2 separate regions of the Sus scrofa genome follow, and region 1 is linked to region 2. Evidence: chromatin contacts called from public promoter capture Hi-C data. All regions are on one chromosome and are shown on one strand. The core of a region is the stretch at or near the end of the contact, and the rest is flanking DNA. Distances in the headings are between cores, read along the strand shown.

Evidence for each region. Promoter capture Hi-C pulls out the DNA fragments that hold promoters and counts their contacts.
Region 1: a promoter capture Hi-C map of liver shows a contact between it and region 2, with 3 times the contacts expected there. The contact joins the promoter of POC5 here to the promoter of HMGCR in region 2. A contact is called at or near these places in 1 of 5 promoter capture datasets (liver) and 1 of 47 Hi-C or Micro-C datasets (heart right ventricle).

What each region holds. Positions count from the first base shown.
Region 1 is chr2:84,728,789-84,732,720 of Sscrofa11.1, forward strand. It overlaps POC5 (centrosomal protein POC5), which reads right to left and starts at 2,192. Exons shown (of 13, transcript XM_005661493.3): 1 at 2,067-2,192; 2 at 1,463-1,658. LOC102163716 (a long non-coding RNA gene) reads left to right here and starts at 2,306. Exons shown (of 3, transcript XR_002342107.1): 1 at 2,306-2,449; 2 at 2,908-2,961.
Region 2 is chr2:84,377,874-84,381,733 of Sscrofa11.1, forward strand. It overlaps HMGCR (3-hydroxy-3-methylglutaryl-CoA reductase), which reads left to right and starts at 2,372. Exons shown (of 20, transcript NM_001122988.1): 1 at 2,372-2,449.

The DNA of each region.
Region 1 (3,932 bases), core at 942-3,441, 350 kb after region 2:
GCTAGATGGATGATAGCGCTAATCCCTAAGGAAAAGACTACAGGAAGACGAGCGGCTGGGAGGAAGGGTAATGGGCTCACTATCAGACTTGCTGAGTGTGAGGCGCCTCTGAGGCACTGAAGTGAGGCTATACGTGTGCAGTATCTGGCCACACTATATGCAAAGCACAACTCGAAGGGATGCCATTCACAGTGGCTTCAATATGAATGGTGCTCCCAGGAATTAAACAAGGTGGGAGCCCTGCACTGGAGTTATAGGTTGGAAATTCATTTTGAGGCATTGTCAGCATAACGGGAACAGCTGAAAAAAAAGAGAGAAGGTAAGATCACCTATGAAAAGGAGTGTGACAAAGAGTTCTTATTCTGAGATCCTTACCCCCAAACTGTATGCAACACTTTGGGCACATGTGTATTTCTCAAGGAGGAGGATCCTTAGCTTCCAACATGTGTCCAGAAGGTACTATAATCCTAGTAGAGGACCACTACTGCAGCAAGAAGAGGATTAAAATCAGAGCCTCTAGATACTTAAAGGGAAAGTGAAGAGTCAGCAAAGACTGGAAAGGAAGTCAGAACAGTAGAACATCAAGAACAGCATCACAAAAGCTTCCTGGAGGGAGTGGTCAGAAATGAGAAAGAAAATGACAATCTGACAGAGTCCCTGAATTTGGCAATCAGGAAGTTGCTAGGGCACCTGCTTGAACAATTTTAGTGGAAAGTGGAATGATTCTCAATCCCAGTGGGCTGAAAATTAAGAGATGAAGAAGACACCGAAATAGAAAGGGCAGACAGTGAAAAGTGTAATATTAGAATGGAAACAGGTTGGGGTGAGACTGAAAAGGAAATTTAAACTATGTTCAATGAGCATGACTGTGTAAAGACATGATTAAGTAAACTCAATCTCAGCCTGACTGACTTTAGTTAAGCCAATTAGCGAGGATAAAATAAGCACACACATCTGCAGCAAGGAATGGCTGCTTCACTGACTGAAAATCCACCACTGTGGTAACTTTGTCCTTTCTATTTCTATTCCCTTCTTCCTTCAGGGTGTGTTTGTAGACTGGGTAGGGAGTAAGAAGGACGGTAGTTGGGGATGCTCAATATTTTAAAAAAACAAATGAGCTGAAAAGGATGTGAGACCTCAATGGCTTTCCGAATATAGATACTGCAGACACAAAACAATTACTGATTTTTGGAAAATATGCTATATATCTTCCACCTGCCCTGCTTTGATGCCAACAAGGTATGACAGTTTAAAACTCTACCAACAGTAGCACTTTTCTTACCGTTTCTACTTCAGAAACGAGGAAAAAAAAAAAAAAGCTTGCTTTAACGGTGGCCGACGTATCTCAGATTGATCACTAAATGTTCGGTATTCTCCAACCCGAAATATCAGAGACCACGAGATATAAAGTTCTGAGTGCTTCACTATTGCCAGAAAAATCAAATTACATCGTGGTAATTACCTGGCAGCTGGGAGAGGCGGGGGTCCGGGAATTCAAATTAACTCCCAAGAGGCAGAGGAACAGTGAATTAACTTGAGAGCTGGCAGCAGAGTGACGTCCCTGAGTCCTCGACCAGTCCTAACTGGAGGTAGGCAGAGAGGGTGCGAAGGTCCTTCCCCACGTCGGAGTGGAGAGTAAAGGCACAGGGGAGAAGCAGCTGCGAGCAAGCAAAGGGTTCTAAGTTTTCTTCAATCATATTGCTACTAACCCGTGTTAATCAAATTCCTACCTAAAAGCAATAAAGCATTGGACATAATTATCCCCCGTCCCCCCCCCCAATTTTAAATGGCCTGAACACATGACTGACTACTCTGTTAAACTCCAGGTACCCTCACTCTTGGACCTCTCTTCCTGAACACCGGGCAAGGGAAAACATCTCGACTTTGCCGCTCCGCATCACAGCTGAAGGGCCTGCGGCTGGGGAAGACGCCGCCAGCCCTGTCCCGTTCGATCCCCGGGAGCCGCAACCTCGGCCGAGGCACTTTAAACCCCACGCCAAAGCCTCCTCCAGGGGCGCGGGGTCCGCCCGGGGCGTCGCTACCCACTGTCGCTGCTCTCCGCAAACCTGGACTTCTCTTTCAGTGTCTTCTCGCCGCGTTAGCCGCTGAAACAACAGCGAACTCAGCAGCTTCCTTAGCAGCAACCTGACAGTTTCAAACTGCAGTGAGGAAATAAGGACGGCCCTGTGCATTGGCCCAGAGCTTGAGCAACCTGCTGCCTGATTGGCCCGAGGGCCAGGGGCGGGGCTCCGGATGGTGGCGACCTGGAGAAGCCGGAATTAAGTTACTCTGGGAGAGCCCCGCCCCCAGCTCGCGCCGGATTTGAGGGGGCGGGGTCTTAGGGAGCCCCGCCCAGCGTTTGCGAGGCGGTGCTCAGTTCGATTCTGAGGTGGCTTAGGGGGCAGATTTTGTTAACGCCTGCGGAGCAGGGCTGAAGTCAGCTAGGGCGGTATGTAGTTGTCTTTCAATGATGCTCAGAGCTTATGCGTGAGGTCCTCGTGCGTATGAATCATCTGCGAACCTAGGTGGCCCTCAACAATCACTGACCCCTACCTGCTTGCTGATTCCTTGGGTCTTGGTCTTGGGTAGGGCTAGGGAATCTGAATTTTAAAAAAGACTAACAGTGATTCTGATGCATAGGTCTGCGGACTATGCTTTAAGAAACTGCTGGGCTAGGTTTTACTGCTAACTTGAAACGTGTCAGACTGCCGGGCAAGCCCTTCTGGTGAAGAGAGTATCGGATCTTAGAATCATAAGTATATCCTGGCTCTACCACCGACTCACTGTCACCTTGGATAATGCCACCCACAGAAAAGTTTGTAGGGGGATTCAGCGAGTTACTATATCTGAAATACCTACCATACAAACATCAAAAAAACTAATTTTCTGCTTATATTGGTGCCTTAGGATCAAGATGGTAATGGGAGTGCCTCAATCTGGAGAGCAAGTAATGAGACCCTCGTAAGTTTTTAGGATCTCTGTGTTATCTGGAGGATGAGGTATCTGTTTGGTTTTCTGTAGGTAGAAATGGCATAACGTGGGTCTCACCTACTTACCTGCTGGCAGAGCTAGACTTCTGTTTATACAAGCAAAGAAATAAGAAGAGCACCAGCAGTGTCTTTGACATAAGAAACTTATAGTTCTGGAGTTCCCGTCGTGGCGCAGTGGTTAACGAATCTGACTAGGAACCATGAGGTTGCGGGTTCGGTCCCTGCCCTTGCTCAGTGGGTTAACGATCCAGCGTTGCTGTGAGCTGTGGTGTAGGTCACAGACGCGGCTCGGATCCAGCGTTGCTGTGGCTCTGGCGTAGGCCGGTGGCTATGGCTCCGATTCGACCCCTAGCCTGGGAACCTCCATATGCCGCAGGGGTGGCCCAAGAAATAGCAAAAAAGACCAAAAAAAAAGAAACTTATAGTTCTTATGGTTTGCTTGTCCCCCCCACCCCTTTTCCATGCTTATTACAAATGCCAAATAGATACAAATTCACACCTTGTTCAAAAATCTTTTTTAATTGAATTGCCATATGTTGACCCCTTACACTGGAATTGTTTCTGATCACCATCCTTATCCCCTCCTGTACTTGGCTCCACATTTCTCCTCTCTATCCCTTTGGGAGGCATGTTTCATAAAATGGGTAAGCCATCTCCATTCTTCTGTGAAGCTACATGTAGAAAGAGACAAACCTGTCTGGATGTCATGAATTTAGAACAGATTCTTTTCCCAAGATTCCTAGAAAGAGTAAACAATACATGTCCCCACTTAGAGGGAATGAAATGTACCAATTTCTTAGTTGAGATTTAAGACGTTAGTGAATGCTTTCTCTAAGCCTTCTCCTTCCCCTCTCTATTGGGCTGAATGATCATGTAGAAGAGAACTCTGCCAGTTCTGTAATATAACAAAACAAACCAATTGTTTCTTTTTCCCCTTAAGTC
Region 2 (3,860 bases), core at 1,122-3,621:
GTGGTGGTAGTGTAGGCCGGCAGCTACAGCTCCGATTAGTCCCCTAGCCTGGAAACCTCCATATGCCGCAGGTGCTGCCCTAGAAAGGCAAAAGATGAAAAAAAAAGAACATACAGCTAGACAATTAAAGACTGTTTATTGCTTGCTTTTGGACTCACAATCTCATTGGAGCTCTTAATGAAGCAGAGTTTGGGGACGAAATTTTCTAATCTTGATCTAAAGACTTTTGTTGAAACACCTTCATAAACCTTATTTGAATTTATAGTAAGCATTTGTATAAGTTATAACTTATAATTCTGAGATACCTGGCCCTTTTGGCTTCTAGAGATATTGAAAGTATGACAAAGTTTCTAGGCCCTTGGTAGTTACAGATCTTTTTCTTCTTCTTCCTTTTGATAAGACTCTTAATAGGATACTGCAATCTTTGGTTAGTTTCCCTTAGTCTTCTTCACTGGGAAAACTCTTTCCTTCCACTCTAATTAATTCAACAAATATTTAACAATCATCCAACTCTACAAAGGGGTATAAGGTTCATAAAGGCAGTTTCCATGTCTGCTCCTATATTTCTAGTGCCAACCAAAGCACATAATGGGCATACCAAAAGTATTTGGTAGGAGTTTCCATTGAAGCTCAGCAGAAGCAAATCTGACTAGTATCCATGAGGACGAAGGTTCAATCCCTGGGCTCTCTCAGTCAGTTAAGGATCGAGTGTTGTGTGAACTATGGCGTTGGTTGTAGACTCGGCTCAGATCTGGCATTGTGGTGGCTGTGGCATAGGCCAGTGGCTACAGTTCCAAGTGGACCCCTAGCCTGGGAACCACCATATGCTGCAGTTGCAGCTATAAAAAGACAAAAGAAAAAAAAAGAAAACAGCTGAAAGTATCTGGTAAAGAGCTATGAATAAAGATCCCATACCAAAGCAGTGAAAGATAGTGGAACCAGTATAAGCTTTAGATTTGGGTTCAAATCCCAAGTTCCTCAACTATTATCCTATGTGATCTACAGCAAGTTGCTTAACAAACTCTTTTTCCTTATAAATGGAAATATTATCTATTTCCTAGGGATTATGAGATTTTAGTAAGATAAGTTTATTAAAACTCCTACTGAGTGTATATAATATGTATCAGGGACTGTTTCAAGTTTCAGTGGACTGCAGTTCCTGCTCTTAAGAAATTTCCACATAAAAAGTTATTAAGACAAGTCACAGAATATGGACATGTTAATGGTGGTTACAGTAGGGAGAATGATATGTATCTGATGGAATCAGGAAAAGCGGTGACATATGAAATGGTCCTTGAAGGAGTTAGGATTTCAACAATTAAAATGTGCAGGCATATCTACGTCAAACAAAGAGAACATAAAGAGGGAGGTAAAAAGGTACTGAATGTACTGAAAAAAGGTCAGTTACTCAGGTTGACACAGTGAGAGACACACAAGAAATATGGGGTGGGGCCATACTGGGGTTCCCAGATTCTTTAAACCAGTAGACTGTGAGCAACTCTCCATGGTTTGGTGGCAGATCTACAGAACAATAGGATTGGAAGGTGGAAGCACTTAAGAGTGGAGAGACCAGTTAGGAGAGGCTGTTGCATTATTTCAGGCAAGATATAATAAAGGCTTGCAGCAGGGAGGGGGCAAGGGGAAAGCAGACAAGACAAAGAAGGCACATTTCAAATCTGTAACCAGTGCCTTGCACTGGAGGGAGAGAGGGAGAAAAGGAGAGAAGGAGATGGGAGGAAATGAGACAGAGACCTCAAGACTGGAGCCATTTACACTATTTATAGTAACAGGTAAGTCACAGTAAAATGTTGGTTTAGATTTCAGATATGGGTCTGCTTGAGATTTGGGTTAAACTTCTCTGCCACCTTCCCTTTTTTATTACACCGTTTTTCAGAGCCACCTTCACTTCCCTCCACCACTCTCCACTGAGTAATTGAGTTTTCTATCCTTGACCTGACCCTGCGTTTATCTGCACGCTCCAATTCTGCTCGCTACTACTGCTTCCCATAGTACTTTCACAGGCGGGGTGACCGCAGGTCAGGTCCTGGGCTGTAGGACACTCCACCAGCCAGATCCCCTATCGTCTTCGCCTAGACAGCTTCCATGCGTGCGCCCCCACGTCTCTTTGACCAATAGGCAGACCCTGGTGCTGGGACTCGACTGGCTATTGGTTGGCCGAGCCGTGGTGAGAGATGGTGCGGTACAAGTTCTCTGCACTGGTGAGAGCTATGGGCGGTTGTTAAGGCGACCGTTCGTGACGTAGCGCCGTCAGGCCGAGCAACCCCCAGATGATTGGCTAGACGATCGGACGATCCTTCTTTATTGGTCGCAGACTCGCCCGGTTCCGAGCGTGCGTACAACGAAGGTTCCTTCCGCTCCGCGTCTCCGTTGACTGGAGACGGGCGGAGCGCCGGCTTCCCGGGTCTGTGTCCTCTAGTGAAACCAGGAGGTGAGGAGGGCGGTGGCCGGGGCGGCGGTAGGTGAGAGCTGATTAGGGTCGTGTTGGTGGAGGTTTTCGAGCTCCGTCCAGCCCTGGGAAGGGGAAGCCGGCACCTCCTGCAGACCCGGGGGGAACTGTGCTGGTGGGTTTGCCCGGAGTGGAGCCCGGCCCCGCGGGGACTGCGAGGAGACGTCCTTGAGGCGCAGCTGGCCGAGCCGCGGCCGGCACCGATGCCGGGGAGCCCGTTGGCCAGGCTGGGCCGGAGGGGGTGAGGCGGGCAGGTCTCCGAGGGGCTGCCGTCACCATCGGTAGACCGGCGGGGTGTGGCCGGGTTAGTCGGCTCTGTCCGAAGTCGGCGGTGCTGGCCGCTGGGTCACGATCGCCAGGCGGAAAGAGTGCCAGGCAGGGTGACCTCGGAATTCCCTAGATTCGAGAAATACTGGGGGCTGCGGGACAACCGAGCCCGCATCTCGGGGAAAGGACTTGTCCGTCAGGTGTGGGCGTTCACGCCCAGGCTGTGCTGTTCACACCAGGCTCACGCCCTGGCGCTGCCGTTCGTCAGCACCTTTTTTTCCCGTAAATGATGCTGACTAGCTCAGAGTCTGAAAGAACCTTAGATCTGCATACATGCACCCGGTTATTTCCAGGAGAAACGGATTGAGAGGATGCAGAGCCCAATGTAGAGACTCAACCAAAGGATCCTAAAGGATTTTTTTTTTTTTTTTTTTTAAGGGGCAGAGTCTCCTTGGTGCTGATTTCCTTGAGTCCAAACCTAGTAGGTTTTCCGGAAATATTTGGTTTTGAATAGGATAAACATACCTTGGAGGTTCAAAAATAGAACAGACAATTTTTGCAGTAGGAAGAGGTTGATGTACTCCATCTTAAATGGTCGTTTGAGATTTTTCGGATTTGAGGACATGCTTTCTTAGACTTGGTCCTGAGAAGTCATGGGAAACATTAATTTCCAGGCCATTCTAAATAAATTCTGTATAATTTCAGATCCCGCAGTGTAGAGAATGTATTTTTTGTTTGCTCGTGAATTTATTTTTCTCTCTGTGCAGTGAAAGACATTTTATGATTTAGAGGTAATCTAGCAAAGGCCCAGAGTGTACTTTGGGGATAGACTGGATTTTGAGGGCCTCCTTTGTGGTAGTGTCTTTCCATTTAGTGATAAACTTGGCAGTAAAGAAAAATGGGAGTTAGTAATATGAAAACTAAAAAATGTGCAAAGATTACATCATTAACATGTGAAAACTGTTGAGGTGGCATGAGCATTTCAAGATAGTGTGCGCATGTGCACATGTATGCATGTGTTCTTTTTATTCTTGCGTGATCTATATCATGGAGCAATAACCACTTAGATCAGTATCTGATTAGGTTGACCATATGAAATTCCTGATGTTTGAAATGTGTCCATTTT